Regions from separate parts of the Mus musculus genome. Here region 2 is linked to region 1. The links are chromatin contacts, called in public HiChIP or PLAC-seq maps. All regions are on one chromosome and are shown on one strand. Each heading gives the region's core, a stretch centred on a gene start, on an enhancer-like site or on the middle of the called end of the contact. The rest is flanking DNA. Distances are from core to core; before and after follow the strand shown.

Region 1 (3,604 bases), core at 376-2,875:
CAACTTTGTACACCCTTTCACATCAGTGCACATAACCTCCTTCTTCACTTCTTCCTTTTTGTTTTCTTAAAACAAGATTTCTGAATGCAGCCCAGGTTGGCCTTTAACACTATATCCTCCTGTCTTTACTCCCATGAGCTAAGATTACAGGCAGGCACCTCCATGCCTGGATCTTATTTTTCTTAACAACTAAGTTGACTTTAATTATATAGATACACATCACCTGTTTAATGGTGTTATTTTTAATTTTTCTCCCCCCAAAATGGTCCAGAATATTTGCATACCTGGACATTGCTGAGGAAAACCTCCCAGAAGGAACACCAATGGTTTCCAGGATATGAACATTTTTGAAATTTGAGATTATACAAAATTGTTCCTCAAGGGTTAAAACTTTGGGGGAAGCAAACAAGGCCCTTCTTAGGTTTGTAAGCCAGCATGTCTGGTTGAAAAGCCAGGCATGTAACAATAGATGTCTCTGTTTAGGCATGCTTGTTTCAGCCTTGAGAAGACACTTGTGGAACAAGGGGCCCTTGGATGCCATTTGAGGCGTTGCCTCCCTCAGCCTCCCTCCCGAATTTCCCAGCCAGCCTCAAAACTCTCAGTGTCTCACCTGGGTAGAAATAAGGTTACTTAGTCATCTGGTGATGCAGAAGCAAAGCAAAAGCCAACTAACAGGAATTACCTGTTTCTTAGGCCCTGGTTGCTGGAACGGTTTGCCATTTCCCAGTTACATTTCTTAAAGATGTATTTTATGTTTGATTGCATAGTTGTTAGTGCCTCTCCTTGTGGTTTGGCGGGCGTGGCTTACTGGAAGAGAGAAAATCAAATACTGGTCTAGAACTAAGCAGTTTGAATTTTCAGTGTAAACTCTGGGCAGGTAGGAAGAGTGGAGCACACTTTTGATCCAGATTTCTGTGAGTTCAATGCTAGCCTGGTTTAGAGTTTCAGCAGGGCGCGCGCGCGCGCGCGAGACACACACACACACACACACACACACACACACACACACACACACACACACACCGAGCTGAAAAAGACTACAGTGCACATTTGAGAAAATTACATACTCAGTAAGTTTTTACTGCGGCTATTGGGTGCAGGGATCAGTGGATTAAGTTGCAAATGGGGTGCAGGTATCCTGAGACAGGGGACCCGTTAGGGCTCGCCCAGGTGGATAGTGGACTTGAGCCTAGTGGATGCTCCGCGCCACTGTTGAGAACCACTAAAGTGAGCTGGCTGCGGGGCAGGAAACTATGGGTTTTGTTTACGGAGTGGAAAAAAAAAAAAAATGCGCTTGATTCTGCTGTGTCCTGGTGCAAGGTCGAGGTATCTAAGCAACGACCAGGAAATGACTCAGAGACTTGCTGACTCAGCGCCATGGTCCCTTCACCTGCGGGCCGAATGGGTGTGGGTCTCTGAGCCGGGCCAGGTGCGCTGGTGCAGAGATCTCAGGGACCTGAGTCAGATTTAAAGATACTAGTCACACCTGCAGGCAATGGAAGCTTTAGGACCTTACCCACCCACAGCCCTACCCTCCCAGGCCTTTGGTTCTCATCCTCCGCTCCTCACCCCTCCCACCTCTACCCCTCCCTTGATGCTAAAGCTAGCGGCAACAAGGAAGTGTGGTTGTGGTGCCTCATCCCCCACCTGCCTTTACCGCAGAGGATTGAGAAGCTCAGGTCTGGTGGGCAGGGAGGGCGTGTTTTACCCGGGCCATTTTGCTTCCTACTTCCTCTACTAAAGAGGAACTTTTGAAAATTAAAGGAACCTACATACGTCAGCAAAATATAACCATCACCGCTGCTTCCCATTAGAATCCAGCAATGTCTCTCTCTCCCTATCTGTCGCAACACTTTTATATGTAACTTACAGAAGAAGGATCACTGATAATAACTTTATTTGGTGTGTGTAGAGGCACACCTGTAATCTCTTGGGAGAGTCACCGGAAGTTTCAGGACATAGCAAATTCCAGGTGAGAACTTCAAAAACCAAATGGAGCCAACCAGCCAACAAATCAACACTTCCCCAAACCATACATAAATTTGCTTATAGTTTGTGTATTTGAATTTGTGTGTCTAACTAGGTGTAATATATGTGATATATTTGAATATAATTAGCCATTGTGAAATCTCATGCATGAACCTGGAACAAATTCACCTCATAAATATCGAATCTGTAACAGGTTCTAGCTTATTATTTGCTTGTTTTGTTTGTTTGTTTTTCTTGCAGTTGCATTGAGAAAAAGCAATTTTTTTAAGTCTTTTTGATGGCTCCGGATTTCTGTAAAAAACTGGTAACTTCCTTCTTTGTTCCATAGTGCAAACCATTTATAAATATAAGTTCCAGTAACTAATCCTGGAAAAGGCTATTTTCTATGCATCTATTTATACTAGTTGCCTAGTTACAGTTGGCATCTGTCTGGTAAAAAATTACCTTGGGTCCATTCTGGTGCATGAACACATGAGATGAAAGGATAACAACATCTTTTTTTGAAAAATGAGATGGTTGGAGTTCTTTCATGACACAGTATTCCTGCTAAACTAATGAACACCATATCCTCTGTCACAATTGATACTTGAAAGTTCTTCTTTTAAAAAGCACAATGGCTACTGATATCTGACCTACCTGTAGTCTTTTCTCTAGAACAATCTCTCTTTCTCCACTCAGTGTTTGTCCTCTGGAGTGACAAATGAAGGAAGATGGGCATCCATTCACCCAGACAGAGCCTCCAAAAAGCCCTGAGGTGAAAATATCTCATGAAAAAGGAACTTCACTCTCCAGGGCACTGTCATATTCATAGTGCAAAACTTACATGGCCAGTTTCACCATTCGTGCCAAGATGTGCAATGCTTCTCTATACTCATCTCGTGACTCATTTGGTTTACAAAAATGTCTTCTTTGGTCAATGTTCTTTTTTGCCTTTATGTGAAGAAAATAAAATTCCGCATTCCCAAGTGTCTCCAGGGAAAACTAAAACTAACATTGTGCTAGAAATTAAAACACACACACACACACACACACACGCACACGCACACACACACACAAGCTGACTTTGGAAGCTAGAAGCTGACTTTGATGATTTGACCATCACCATGGCAACAGTGAAGGCTGATGTAAACGATGCTATGTGATGATTTGTTTCTCTCTTTCAGAATCTGTGTGATATCATCACTGATTTTTTTAAAATCTCCCTTTTCAGTAGATTTGAGTATATAATAATGTGATAATCTCTAGAGTAATAAATTAGGAAGGTGTTTTAAAACTAATTTAAACAATCGATTATTTTTTATACTGGTCATATATGTAGCTTTTGGCATCTGTTGTTTTATAAAATGTTACAGAACTACAATCCAAATCTACTTTACATGATCCACACAATGATATTTAGGTTTGACACAGAAATCCAGAGATAGGAGAAAAAAAATACTAATGTGCTGACTTAAACATCTGCCCTGGAGTGTGGTAGGACTCACTTGCAATCTCTGTACTGGGTGGTTGCGGAGTTAGAAAAAGAAGAATCAGAAGTTCAAGGTCACCAGTGGGCATAGTGAGGGTTCTAGGCCAGTTTGTGATATATAAAATCTCATTTAAAAAAAAACACCTA
Region 2 (3,604 bases), core at 560-3,059, 75 kb before region 1:
GATCAGGAAGGGAAGACAGAGGGACTAGGAAAAGGTTTCCCCTGAGGGAGGCATGGCATACACACTGTCAGGAAGATGCAGGGCATACCTGTGCATTGAGGAAGGTCAGAATAAAGCCTGAAGCTGTACTCATAAGAACCTAATCCTTATCAGATTACATAAGTTTCTAGAAGTGAAATCATACTTAGGTGGCAGCAGGGACTGTTGACCTCCAAGGCTTTCCTTACACACTTTAGAGCTTTTGCAAAGCAGATACCCTGCAGAAATGTATTATCCTGCATCCTAGTGGGGCTCTATTTCCCATTCTCAGCAGAGGCAAGTACATGGAAGGAAGGAACTGGACAAAACTGAGTGAGCATAATGATTGTATGTAGGGTTTCTCATTCTTCTCGCCCTCTCTCCTGACCCCCACCCCCAACCCCCACTGTCTGACTGGCAGTCAGCACTGGAAGGAGAGCTGTCAGACCCAAACTGCTCTGTTGGTACTCAATGGTTGCCTTAACTAGGATGTAGCCTGACTCTTCTGTTGCCAAAGCATAGAAGAGTTTGTTAGTAAACTTTGGGAACACATTGCTCAGTTATCAAAACTATCTTTCGATCAGTTCAAAATTATGCTATCTTGACAGTGATGACTCTTCAAAGACAACATGGCTTATGCTCTTTTTGTTGAAAGCTGTTTTATACTTTCTCTAGTTGGAGGTCTGTGTTCACAGAGTGACTCAGGTGGGGACTGGAAGGAAGTGGGCCACAGTATCCCATGGCCCTCTGAACCACGTCTTTCTGTTCAGCTACTATGCTATTTGTAATTTGTTTGAGTATGGGAGTGGGTCTTTACATTCACATAAAACACTTCTGGGGCCTGAAATGTGTCAGGCCTTGTTTACAAAGCTTTACACTGTATCTGGAAATGTAGTAGCTTTCTCTAGTGCTGTGATGAGCATCAGAGATGGTTGGAACTCTGAAATTTAAACAGTATGGGTAGAAGCAGACAATCAAAAGCCAGAAGATCTATGCATTTCAGAAAGGAACGGGATGCTCTTAGATCAGATAAATAGAGCACAGAACCGGAACCAGGGCTTCCGAATGTCTTCTCTCATCAGTACTGAGGGTAAAACCCAGAGCTGTGCACACTTTCTGCCTTCACTTCCTGGTACTACTGCACCACTAAGTTAGGCACCCAGCCCAGGGGTGGTACTTAAGCAGGAGACTGAGATTTGAATCAGTCAGATGATGGCTAGTAGGTAGTGTTCTAGGAAACTGTGTGCAAAGACCTCAAGGAAGGAGAACGTGAGGAAGCTGAAAGAAGTTCTGTGAACCATTGGCTAGAGTGCAAACTGGCAAACACAGGGATGATGTTGAAAAGACTTTGAAACCTCCTGATAAAAGGACTATTAAACTATATCCAGGAACCTGTCTCAGGATGGAGGATCGCAAAAGGAAAAACTGAGACAAGGCTTTAAATTATTTGCTTATCAACTAACTTGCTTATTTATACGTATGTCTTTATTTTAGACAAGGTTTCACTATGTTTTGTAGTCTGTCCTTGAATTCCTGGATCAAACGATCCTCCTGCTTCAACCTCAAAAGCAGCAGAAACAACAAGACTGTGACATTTGCCTGGCTTTAGTGGTTTATTTGAAAAGTAATTCTCAAAAAAAAAAAAAATACAATAATGAAGAGTCAGAGAAATGAGACAGGAAAAGAAGAAAGCCCATAAACGCTGTGTTAACAATTGCCTCTCAGTACCTTCAGCCAGTTGGTGGCTGTGTAGGACAGGCCTCTAAGCAATGGTGCTCAGCTGGGGAACAGGGTGTGGATTTCACACACTCTTCCCTATTGGTTGCTCCCGGGACCTTCACTCCCTGCCACTATTAGCCTGCCTTGAGCTCCTGAGAGAATGCTTCAGGCACAGAAAGCCACTGTGGAGCAGTGGGCAGGTGATAGCTTGTGCAGCCTCTCCTGGAAGACTGGCTTTGTCCTGAGGACATGTTGCAACATATTCAAGAATGTATTTCAGAAACTTTAGCTTGGCCCAGTGAGCAAGATAGATTTGGGATGGGATGAAACAAAGTAGGAAGATGAATTAAGAGTTGTTATGTTAGAATTTCCTTTCCGTTTAAGCCTGCACGAATATTCCTAAACCCTGAAGTCAGCTTTCCCACCTATCTAGAGAAGTAGGGTGTGAACGCATGGAGTATATCTATGATGGGTGTGAGAGGCCTGTCCAAGAGGACTGTCATTATGCTAATGTTGAGACGGGTAGCCCTGGTCCATTCAGGAGCAGGTTCAAGGTGGAAAGAAAAGAAGGCCCATGTATTGTCATTGAGAAAGATAACATAGAAGGAAGAAAAGGAGGCGGTAACAGGGAGACTGAGAACAAAACCAAGAGAAATGAGGAAAAGCAGCAGCTTAGGATGTCAAGGGACAGGACTGGAGAGATGGTTCAGCAGTTTAGATCACTGACTGCTGTTCTGAAGATCCTGAGTTCAAATCCCAGCAACCACATGGTGGCTCACAGCCATCCATAACAAGATCCGACACCCTCTTCTGGTGTGCCTAAAGACAGCTACAGTGTATTTACATATATAAAATAAATAAATCTTTTATATAAAAAAAGAAATGTCAAGGGACTCAAGGAAGAGTGTTTTAAAACAGGGAGTGACTAACAAGAAGGGGGGAGTCAGATTAGTTAAAAACAAAAACTAAAATTTAAAAACCACCTGTTGAAGGGTGCTTTATGGAAGCCTGGGCTTTACTGGACTGGAGTGAGTACAATCGCAGATCTGAAGGAAGTGAGAAAGAGGAGGTGAGGAAAATAGAGAAAATGAAAGTCAATTTTTTCCAGAATTGAGTGGGCTCTGAATCTGGTGGGCTGCTTTTTCCTTTAATGCGAGAGAGGCTTAAATATAAGCATTGGTGGGAATGAGCTGAGTGACCTGGTGCAGGGATTGGTAGAGAGATCTAGAAAGAGTAGACAGGGACAATTTCTTAGAAGGCCAACAGGAGGTGAGAGCCAGTGCACATAGGAGGACTACCCTTAGACAGGGTGTGAGGTGCTTGGCCATTTTACTAGGAGAAGAGCAGACAGGGAAGAGTGTGGGTTCTGTGTCTTACAGAACTCTGGGGTGGATACTGTTTATCTATACTTGCACGTCATAAAGTGGGGCCCAGAAACGTAGGGTAACTAACCCAGAGTCACACAGGAGAACCTGGGTCTGAGCCCAAATCAACACATGCTTGCCTGCAAGTGTCCTCAAAACTCGAGTTCTCTGCAGTAAGTGCCCTAAAATTGACTGTAAAGTTCTTGGGTCCCCATTTTATGACTTGATAATCTGGTACAAAAAGAGCTTCTACCATTTGGTGGCTATCTAGTAGAAAGCCTGACCTTCATTAATGTTTGACCAGCTCCGTACCAAAGGTTTGACTAGAAGGAACAGCTTTGTTCTTCCTCCATGTGTGACACATCTTACAGAATCGCTTTGTCCTCCTGCCAACAACCCTGCCACGTGGGTGCTATTGACTGCTCTACAAACCACAAAATGGAAGCTCAAAGGGGTCAAGAATCTTGCCAGAGGCCACAGAAAAGGTGGTGAAGCAAGAATTT

What was found. HiChIP or PLAC-seq counts read pairs in DNA pulled down with a chosen protein or histone mark.
Region 2: a contact with region 1 is called in a BATF HiChIP or PLAC-seq map of CD8 T cells, with 9 read pairs. The contact joins two enhancer-like sites. A contact is called at or near these places in 7 of 39 promoter capture datasets (the C10 cell line, the HPC-7 cell line, cranial neural crest and 4 more), 1 of 15 datasets of contacts at CTCF or cohesin (CD8 T cells), 7 of 484 Hi-C or Micro-C datasets (CD4 T cells, LSK cells, Th1 cells and 4 more) and 6 of 115 datasets of contacts at active chromatin or transcription factors (CD8 T cells, embryonic stem cells, epiblast stem cells and 3 more).

The regions. Positions count from the first base shown.
Region 1 is chr3:93,504,217-93,507,820 of GRCm38.p6, reverse strand. No RefSeq gene overlaps it. Among named protein-coding and RNA genes, the nearest start is that of S100a11, 14 kb to the left of the region's middle. Within about 2 kb of position 1,625, at least 161 of the 459 cell types and tissues checked have an H3K27ac peak or open chromatin away from gene starts, as enhancers often do. A contact at or near this core is called in CD8 T cells and regulatory T cells, where this site is marked.
Region 2 is chr3:93,579,431-93,583,034 of GRCm38.p6, reverse strand. No RefSeq gene overlaps it. Among named protein-coding and RNA genes, the nearest start is that of Gm40093, 16 kb to the left of the region's middle. Within about 2 kb of position 1,809, at least 36 of the 459 cell types and tissues checked have an H3K27ac peak or open chromatin away from gene starts, as enhancers often do. A contact at or near this core is called in CD8 T cells and regulatory T cells, where this site is marked.